Linked DNA regions of Hordeum vulgare: region 2 is linked to region 1. Evidence: chromatin contacts called from public Hi-C data. All regions are on one chromosome and are shown on one strand. The core of a region is the stretch at or near the end of the contact, and the rest is flanking DNA. Distances in the headings are between cores, read along the strand shown.

The links. A called contact is a pair of places that touch in the nucleus more often than the background predicts.
Region 2: a contact with region 1 is called in a Hi-C map of leaf, with 2.7 times the contacts expected there. The contact joins the promoter of LOC123399170 here to the enhancer-like site in region 1. A contact is called at or near these places in 4 of 6 Hi-C or Micro-C datasets (leaf, seedling and an unstated tissue).

Annotation. Positions count from the first base shown.
Region 1 is chr5H:472,946,773-472,951,692 of MorexV3_pseudomolecules_assembly, reverse strand. No RefSeq gene overlaps it. Among protein-coding and RNA genes, the nearest start is that of LOC123399168, 32 kb to the left of the region's middle. Within about 2 kb of position 2,867, at least 3 of the 3 cell types and tissues checked have open chromatin away from gene starts, as enhancers often do. A contact at or near this core is called in leaf and seedling, where this site is marked.
Region 2 is chr5H:473,003,361-473,008,147 of MorexV3_pseudomolecules_assembly, reverse strand. It overlaps LOC123399170 (probable E3 ubiquitin-protein ligase XERICO), which reads right to left and starts at 2,181. Exons shown (of 1, transcript XM_045093602.1): 1 at 1,263-2,181. The coding sequence starts at 2,073. The coding sequence ends at 1,582.

The DNA of each region.
Region 1 (4,920 bases), core at 1,618-4,117:
CGATGCCCCCGGACTTGACAAACCCCGAGTGAAAGACCGGCGTTGATCACCGGGCGGCGTCACCAAAGACCGGCGAAACAGGCTCAACATGAAGAAGGCCAGGGACGCCACGACGGAGCAGGAGGAGTCTTCTCGCATGGCCATGGCGAATGAGCTCGAGATCCTTCCGCCTCAATAGAAAGGCCAGTACCCATAAGGCGCGTGGTGTAGCCAGCAGAGTGTCGCGTTGCCGGCGAGCTTCTCACCACAAGTGTGGGGGTACACGCGCTCGCCTAAATACGTCGACCGTGACGTGCTCTGCGGCTTCAACCCAACATCACCTTCCCGCATTGCTCTACACGCGTCCCTCTGTCTTCATCAGCCCCGACCCGCGCACACCCTCCGCATCCACCGATGCCCTCACCACCTAGTACGGCTACTCGCCGACGTACTCACGCTCGCATGTGACGACGGCGTGTCGTGGACCCCTGCCCTTCGCACCAAGCTCGTCGCAATTCAGCAGCATCGACGCCTAGATGGACGAGATCATCATGATCATCTTAGCCGTTGCCCCTTCGTGCCACGTGTTCTGCATGCAAGAGGACACGCTGGACAATGCCGGCGACAGGGAGGACGTCGAGTACGACGATGTCGAGGATGAGGTGGAAGAGGAACAACCGGCGGCGCCAGCGGCCAAAGGAAGAAGGAAGGGGTGGTCGTCCAACGCCAAGCCGGTTGAGCCTCGCGTCAAATGGACGTAAAAAAAAGACGAGTGCCTCGCCGAAGCATGGAAGACCGTCAAGATCGACCCGATCACCGTCGCGAAATAGAATGCCGACGCCTACTGGAAAAGGGTCAAGACGGCGTTTGGCGAGCGCAAGTTGGTCGACCCCGAGTTCTCTAGCATCCACATGGATCATGGTGAGAAGGCCATGGCCAACCATTGGGCGACCATCCAGCTAGCCTACAACAAGTGGCATGGGATTCAGGAGGAGGTCATTGCTCGCCCAGAAAGCGGCGCAAACGTCGAGCGTCACGTATGTCCATAGCCTTCTCGCCGAGCTCTTCGTTGTGTACTTTGCCAACACTTGTTCTTTGTTTGTGCAGATGATCCAAATGTTCAACATGTTTTGCCAGGACAACAACGACCTCGAGTTCAAGTTCCTTCGTATCTTCTCAAGGATCGAGTCGTGCGAGAAATGGAGAGAGGTCTGACTCGCTCTCGCCAGGACCAAGGACAGTGTCTACAACCCGGATGTGCTTGTCTCGGAGGCGACAAAAGGGCGTCATGATGGCAACAAGAGTACGAAGGCGGCAAGGGACTCGGCACCGCTGTCGAACGGCAGCTGTCGTTGATAGAACAGTGCATGCCGACGCTAGGAGTCACTCCGCCAAGAGGGAGGAAAAGTCTAAGGCGAGGTGCTCGGCGTTGATGATGAAGCAGGATGTCAAGCTCGACCTTCTCAGGACCAACGTTGCCGCGAAGAAGAGAAACACCGACCCGACGTTCTTGATGGGAGCAGACATGGTGACGATGGCCCCGCAGGTGAAGGCGTGGTACCTGGAAAAGCACAACCTCATCTCGAACCTCATGACGGGACCGGTGACGATCACAACCCCGCCCATGCGAACGCTGAGCAATGCAATTATGACCACAACACCAATGACACCCACGCCAACACCGCACTGAAAGACGCCCACGCCAACGCCGAGCTCTCCCACGCCTGCATGAGAGGAGCTTGTCATTTGAGTTCCGTGATTATGGTTCTCACCTTATTAATCGCTGGACTTTTGCTATGTTCGATCGTTGATCAGTGACATGGTGATCGCTGACCTATGACACGATGATCATCAAATGTGTGTCTTTTTTATAACAAAAAAGAAAACTTTAAATTTATGTGCGTCCAGGATCAAAACTTAGGGAACGGCTGAAAATGTGTGCCTTTCAAAACCAAAAAAATGCCGACCCAAACGCACAAACGTCATCATCGGATATGCTCGGGGACCAAACGGCTAGAGATGCTATAAGGCAAGGCTTTGCATCTGTCTCCTTCGACGCGATGAACAGAAATAGCAGCAGAGAAAGGTGTTTTTGCACGGGTAAGAGGGGGTGGGCGCCGTGCCACCCATTGCGTCCCGTTTTGTGGGTGGAGATGAGATGAGCACATCCGCACATGCCAGGTTGCATGCAGCGGCAGCACTAACAGCACCGCTTTGGTCCCGATTGTGTGGACGGGCTGCCTTTGGTAGCTAGCTTAGCTATGGCCAGTAGCAGCGATCGATCGTCGTTGTCGAACCATGCAAGTTTGTTGCGACGTCGGGTTCAAGCCGCGCATCCGCGACTTCTCCGGCAGCATCCTGACCGACCGTGTGTGTGCGCGCGCGCGCGCCGTGCGTGGTGATAAACATGGCAAATCTACATGTATATGTATGGGTATGGCCATCGATCTCATCTGGATATCTGGTCCGGAGGAAGCCAAAACGCCTTTTGGGGCCTCGTTCTCCATGCGTGCAAATTGAACGCACGGCCGACAATAGCGGAAGCGTCTAGTATAGCAGCCAACTGAAACAAATTTCATTGACAATCAGAATGAATTTACTCTACGACTTACATACAAATACTATTCGTTATTTTACAGTCCAACTTGGAGAATACATACGAACCTGTTGTCGTCTCATTGTGTAGACAACGTCTGGGTCCATCTGTGCAAACCAGTGTTCGCGTCCGCGCGTGGTTCGAACAGCGGCACACAGGATATACATACGTTCAGATTCAGATACTGTGCGCCGAGTTGAGCCGGAGGGACTCCCCGTGCTGGCTGGCCTTAGCTGTTTTCTGGGCTTGTTCTGGACTTGCCTGTCAGCTGGTCCGGACTCCTCTCTCTCCACACACAGGCGGCAGCAGCTAGCTGTACGAGAGCAATCTATCATGCAAGCTAGCGACAGTCAGACGGTCAGAGATGTCCGGCGACTTGAGAGATAAAGATGCAGATGGCCGGACATATGTGCACCGACTTCAAGATCATGCATGCAGCTACGAGAACGGACACGGAGCAGAGCAACCAGCTAGCTAGGCACGGGTATCACGGCCAACCAGCTAGGAGACCATCGTTATGGCGCTTCACCTCCGCCAACGACAACCTCGATCATGGAGATGCTATGGCATGGATATTTTTTTTTAGAAAAGGAGGCTTAGCCCCGTCCTCTGCATCGAAAGATGCATACGGCCATATATTAATAATAAGCTCAAGTCTTAACCGAGTACAACTGGTTCCAAACAATTGAAATAAAAGGAATAAAAAAAAGGGATACAAGACGCCAAATGCGTCCAAAACCGGCGCTGACAATATATCTAGATGCCTAAACACCTATCCGATTAGTGTGACGTCATCCAAACCGATTGAAGATACACTGAGCTACCATCTCCCATCGGACACACCCAGTAACCATAGGCTCCCTGGCGTCCACATGGGTGAGTAATGACCACGTACGGATCAGTGTGGTAACTCTGAAGATGACCTGCAAGAAGTGAAAGTTATGTCGACGGTTAAAAACTATGTCATTCCTGCAGTTCCACACGGCCCACAATAATGCACACACTCCCACACGAATACATTTAGTAGTTAAACTATCAACCCCCTGCAGCCACATCCCAAACAACGTGTTTATGCTATTAGGAGGAGTGATATTGAAAGCAATGTGCAACGAGCGTCAAACCAACTTTGCCATAGGACAATCTAGAAAGAGGTGCTGAATACTTTCATTATTAGGACAGAAAATGCATCGAGTATGCCCATTCCAATTCCTCTTGGCAAGATTGTCCTTTGTTAAGATAACTCCTTTATGGACGAACGACATGAAGATCTTAATTCTAAGAGGCACTTTGATCCTCCAAATATGAGGGGATTTGGGAATAGGCGCAGAATCTATGAGATGCAAGTACATAGATTTAACCAAGAAAACTCCATTCGCAATCAGCTTCCACTGAATACGATCAGGTCTGTCAGAGAGGTTGATGTCCATCAACCTCCTGACAAGATGCAGCCAGCTAATCCATCTGTCAGCAAGTAAAGACCTACGAAAATGAATATTTAGAGGTGTCTCGCGCATTATTGAAGCAACGGGCGCTTGTCGACGTTGCGCAATATGATACAACTGCGGATACTGAATGGCTAAAGGAGTCTCCCCTAACCAAGTATCTTCCCAGAATCTAGTCAATTCACCATCTCCTATAATGAATCTGGTTCTGTGAAAGAAGGCGGTCTTCACCCGCATCAAACCTTTCCAGAAAGGAGAGTCTGTAGGGCGTGCTGTAACCTGAGACAAGGTTTTGCTTTGTAAGTACTTATTCGTCAGAATCTGTACCCACATACCTTCAGATTCCCCGGATAATCTAAACAACCATTTGCTGAGTAGACATCTATTCTTGGTCTCTAAATTTTCAATTCCTAAACCCCCTTGCTCCTTAGGTCGACAAATGATATCCCATCTAGTAAGCCTGTATTTTGTCTTAACCTCATCGCTTTGCCAGAAGAACCGTGAACGATAGAAATCCAGTCTTTTCTACACCCCAACAGGTACTTCAAAAAAGGATAAAAGAAACATAGGCATGCTTGTAAGAACAGAGTTAACAAGAACTATCCTCCCACCAAACGATAGAAGCTTGCCTTTCCAGCAACTCAACTTTTTTTCAAAACGATCCTCAATGCATTTCCATTCCTTATTTGAGAGTTTGCGATAGTGAATGGGAATCCCTAAATAGGTAAAAGGTAAATACCCACTAGCACAACCAAACAATTGATTGTACGTGTGTTGTTCAGTTTTGGCCCTACCAAAACAGAACAATTCACTTTTATTGAAATTAATTTTCAGTCCGAATAGCTGCTCAAAAAGGCAAAGAATAAGCTTCAGGTTTCTGGCTTTAACCAAATCATGTTCCAT
Region 2 (4,787 bases), core at 932-3,431, 57 kb before region 1:
ATGTGGTTATGTTTGAGAATAATAAACTTGCTATGCTATGAATTGAATATGTATACCTGAACTCTCGAGTATTAAATGAGTATATTGTGATAAAGTTTAAAAATGGTTGGATGAATTGGCAAAAGGATATTTTTGAGGGATTAAGTTCAGGGGATCGTGCTAGCCCAGATATTATTTAACCCCTAAACAATTTGATTTTTTTAGATAAAGGGTGAGTTTTTGACTTTTAGGAAGGCCTCTCAAAGGTATCCATGGCAGCTGCCCTAAACTTAATCCCTCAAAACTTCTCCCTATCAAAAAAATTATATTTTTCAAGGCATTAATCTCAAAGAAGAATGACTTGGTGGGGTTGCAGGGCAGGGGTGAAAAAAAGTAGTATAACAAAAGGGACCTAGGAGCTTAAAAAAAAACTTCAGAAAAAGGGCCCTTGGCCGTGACGACAAGGAGCCGATGGAGGGACGCGCAAGATTGGCGGCATGTGCCATCGGCGATGCGGACGCAGCCAAGTGGGGCCACGTTGATAAGCACGTATCCGTAATCCATGTGACCCGCCCCCGCGCGCATAAACAATCCGCTGCCGTTGCCGTGCCTTTCAGCGCCTTGTCCCCCCCGCCCTCCACTCCTCGCCTAATTGCTCCGGGGATACCCGCAACGCCACCCCAAGAAATAATCGATCACTCAACCAACCCCACTTGGTTTAATACTCCTGACCTGATTAGTAGTAGTGGAGATTCCCTTGCCGTTTGTTTGGAGCCCGGGAAAAAATAGCAGTGGTGGTTTCTTCATCTGCTTTAATAAACGCTAGAAATTACCTGAATAGTAGTGGTTTCTTGATCTGGTTTAATGAACACTTCGTTAAAATTGCCTGAATAGTAGTGGTGTCTTGATCTGGTTTAATGAACACTTTGTTAATATTAGTAGTAGTAGTTTCTTGATCTGGTTTGATGAACACTTTGGTAAAACTGGTATTAGTGGTTTCTTGATCTGGTTTAATAAAGGCTACAAAGTACCCGAACACTTTGGTAAAACTGGTAACGGTTTATTGATCGATCATGTTTCGTAATTAGTGGTCAATCATCGATCCGATTTCATAAACACTTGTTGAGATTACGTACCAGTTCCTGAAATTGGTAATACAACGGCATACATGGGAAGGGGTAAAATAAGGAAAATCAGCAGAGTAACTTTCTTCATAAATATCTGGAGAGACGGGTTAGGGGCAGCCATCCAAGAAAGAGGGCAAGCAAGAACACACAATCCTCTTCGCATCAATTTTCCGTTTCTCGTAAAAAAAAAAGGCCAAGGGCTGCACGCAAATCTCTCATCACACAAAGCGCTACACCCGTAGGAGCGCTCTCTGCTGAAAAATATGTACACGGCACAGCGACGGCACGAGGCCTACAGAAAACGAAATCAAAAAAAAAAAGGAGGGAGGGATGCGAAGGGGAACGAGCACCCTCTCTGCTTTGCTAGGATCGACCTAAATTCCTACGCGCACACGGAGAGGCCACACACGGAGCTAGCACGTAGCCGGGGGCGACGGGGCGAATCTCTCTTCTCTTGTCTCGTCTTGACTCGTCTCTACATCCACGCCGTCAGGCTGGGGGCCGGCGGCGACCGCGACGACTCGTCGGCGGCCGCGGCCACAGCCGGGAGGAGGCGGGAGCGGCAGAGCGGGCAGGTGGCGTGGTCGTAGTCGAGCCAGGTCTCGAGGCAGGCGCGGTGGAACATGTGGCCGCAGGGGAGGCGGTTTACCACGGCGTCCGCCTCGAACCGCACCAGGCACACGCGGCAGTCAGGCGCCGCCGCCGCGCCCCGCCTCCGGCCGAAGCGCGCCGGGCGGAACCTGCTCCTGAACCTCTCGGCCAGGCTGGGGCCGGCCGGGGTGGCCGCCGTGAGCTGGTCGCCGCCATCCGCGTCCTCCCCGGCCAGCAGCGACGGCGGCGTGGGCAGGCCGAGGAAGGCGAGCGCGGCGCGGAGGAGCCCCGCCAGGGCGGCGATCGAGACGACCGCGTGGTAGAGCAGGTAGATCAGGAGGCTCTCCTTGGGCGCCGGCATGCTGGAGATGCCCATCGCGGCGGCCGGTGTTGGGGATCGATCCCTGGACCCGTCTGCAATTTTCGCCTTCTTTCAGGGGCTGCCTGCTCTGAGCTTCTATGGTGGTGGTGGTGGTGGGGTGGATACAGTGAGGGAGGGGGGGTCGTGGGGAGCGCATTTATAAGCCGAGCCGGCGCTGCTGGTGTCACCTCCCTATCCATCCCACATCCCCTTCGGGCGGACGAGTGGTGTACCGCGACCCGTGTTCGGCAGCCCACCGCCGTCGGATCCGCCCGACGGACGTCCGATCCGCTCCACCCCGCGCTGGGGGACACCCCACATGCGGTGCGGTTCGATCGTGGGCGCCCAATAATTCCTCCCCCCTGCGGCTCTGGTTTGGTCCGTGGCGCCCAATAATGCGTGCATGGCTTCCCGCCCGCCAATTATTTAGGCCTGCCCGGTGGACGCATTTGTACGTGCAGTGCACCGCACCGGAGCCGGTGCTCAGATCACGGTGTCGAGTGACCGATCTCACTGTCACGGGGACAGTGTGTGTACTCTCCCTCCCGGAAATCATGAGGCGCGACTGGCGAAGCTGATTGGCGGACGCCCAATCAAAAAGGCCAAGTGAGGGCGAAAGGGAATTCTATTCAGCACATTACTCCTACCGAACGTAAGCGGCAATTCCTGCCATTTATCTGTTGAGCAACCGTGACGTGCTTGACTGGGGGTGACATTATCGCAGCCTCGTTTTCTTTTCGGTTGAAAAGACAAGCGGATCTTTTTCTTTTTGGAGGAAGTATAACAGCATTTTCTTCCGGTTCTGCGGGAATGGTTTATCCCAGACCCAGAGGAGAAATTCCGCGGGTTGCCGTGCCTGCACGACTGCGGGCGGCCGGCCGGTTGAATCGAATCGAATCGACCCGACGAGAGTCCCGCACGGGCCGGTCCCAATCGGCCCGTGCACCGGATTTGGAATCGATCTCCTGCTACGTACGCCACTGCGCTACGCCCCCTCCCGATCGACGCAGTTACGACGCGCGAGACAGGGACGACCGACGGCGACCGACGCTGCGGTTCAGCCGTTCAGGTTCAGCGGACGGACGGGCGGCCGGGTGCCCCGCGCCCTCCGGCGTGCCGGCCACTAGGCTGCGTCGGGTCTTGACCAGCACCAGTGGCTGCTTGCTTGCTTGCTTAATTGCTTGCCGTGGGGAAAGTCTCGGTGGAACGCACCTAACCATTTCTCGTTGGATGAAAGTTGCTTGGCAAGCTACCCGGTACAGTGGTACGGGTACTTGCTCGTGTGATGTGCCCGTCAACAGTAATCCATCAGACGACTAATCAACGGGGCTCTCGTAAAAACAAATAATAAACGGTCCGGTTAGGCTGGCTTGACTGCTACCCAGGAGTAGTAGTACTACCAGTAGTACGTGCAGCTCAAGTTTTTGTGTTGCGTCTGAACTTGACCACCAACGGCCTGTTGACCTGCGCGGCCGGGCTAAATAAGCCGGTGGAGTTTTCAAATGGCGCGCTGCTCTGTCGGTTCATATACTATGGTTTTACTGGAAGTTTATTGTGAAATTCCGTTCACACCCGCACCGTCCTCGCTCCAACTGAGACCGATCGGTATCTTTATTTACTTACTCCATGGATGGCGACACCAAAGCACAGCCATGCATATCTGCGGAAATCGTTTCTATTTTCTATCTTTAGTAGCAGGGTTTTACCGAAAGCAAACTGGAATTTCTGCCCCCACGCGCACCGTCCAGCGACCACGACACGAACGTGCGTGTTTACGCAGCTAATTGACGACCGTTCGTTCTTCGTTCACCGATCAATCCTCCCTGCTAACGCTAACATTTTTGCTCCACCGGCGACAGCGAAGGGCAAAGTGGCGGCACGGCAGCAGAGTTCCTGTGGCCTGGGAGAGCTTTGCCGCGTTCGATCAACTGCCTAACACAAGGTGGTTGCTTGCGTTAAGCGCCCGGCCGCCGCGCGGGTTTGGCTTGGCGTCGTCCCAACTGCACCGGCACATGCAGCTGCAGGCCTGAGCCGTTCCAGTGGCCACCAGTCTACGAACGAAGGAACGCGCGTGGCAATGTGAAACGAGAGGCGTGCAGTGGTATATGGAGCCAAGCAAACGAGCATGCAAGTTGATCAGGTAGTTTAATTAGTAGTGCAAAAAAGAAAAATTAGATTGATAGAATAGGGTTTGGGTGCTTCTGGCCACTTAATGACTGGGATAAGCGGGATTTCGAGGGAGATTTGGCGCGTGTGGACTAGTCAGGAGGGGGGGAGTAGTATATGTGGGGGCGATGTGGGCGCCGGTGATCCACATCTGAAATCCGGTGGACGGCTCCACCCTTTCTGCCAACCTGTTGGTGGCCTAGCGTACTCCACTGTCTGCTCTCGTCTCTCCCCCGGCCGCTCGTTCTTTCTTCCTCCCGCCTCCCCTGTGGTTTCACGACTGTTGCAATCTTACTTTACGTGGAAGCAGTGTTAATACTAGTTTATTAAGTGGTCATACCGCTGAGTCTGCACTTCTAGTGATTACGGCCATTACCTGATCTTTCTTTTACTACGGGTGTTAGTTTATAGGCGCGTCTCGAATGCTCCATGGCGACGTTAATTGGCAGTCGATTACTCTACGCGGGAGTAGCTTAGAAGATTCGAGGGGGAGTTGTTTTTTTATGCGAATTTCCGTGGCGATGGTTGGTTTCAGATAACTTGCGGCGATCTAGGCCGTGATT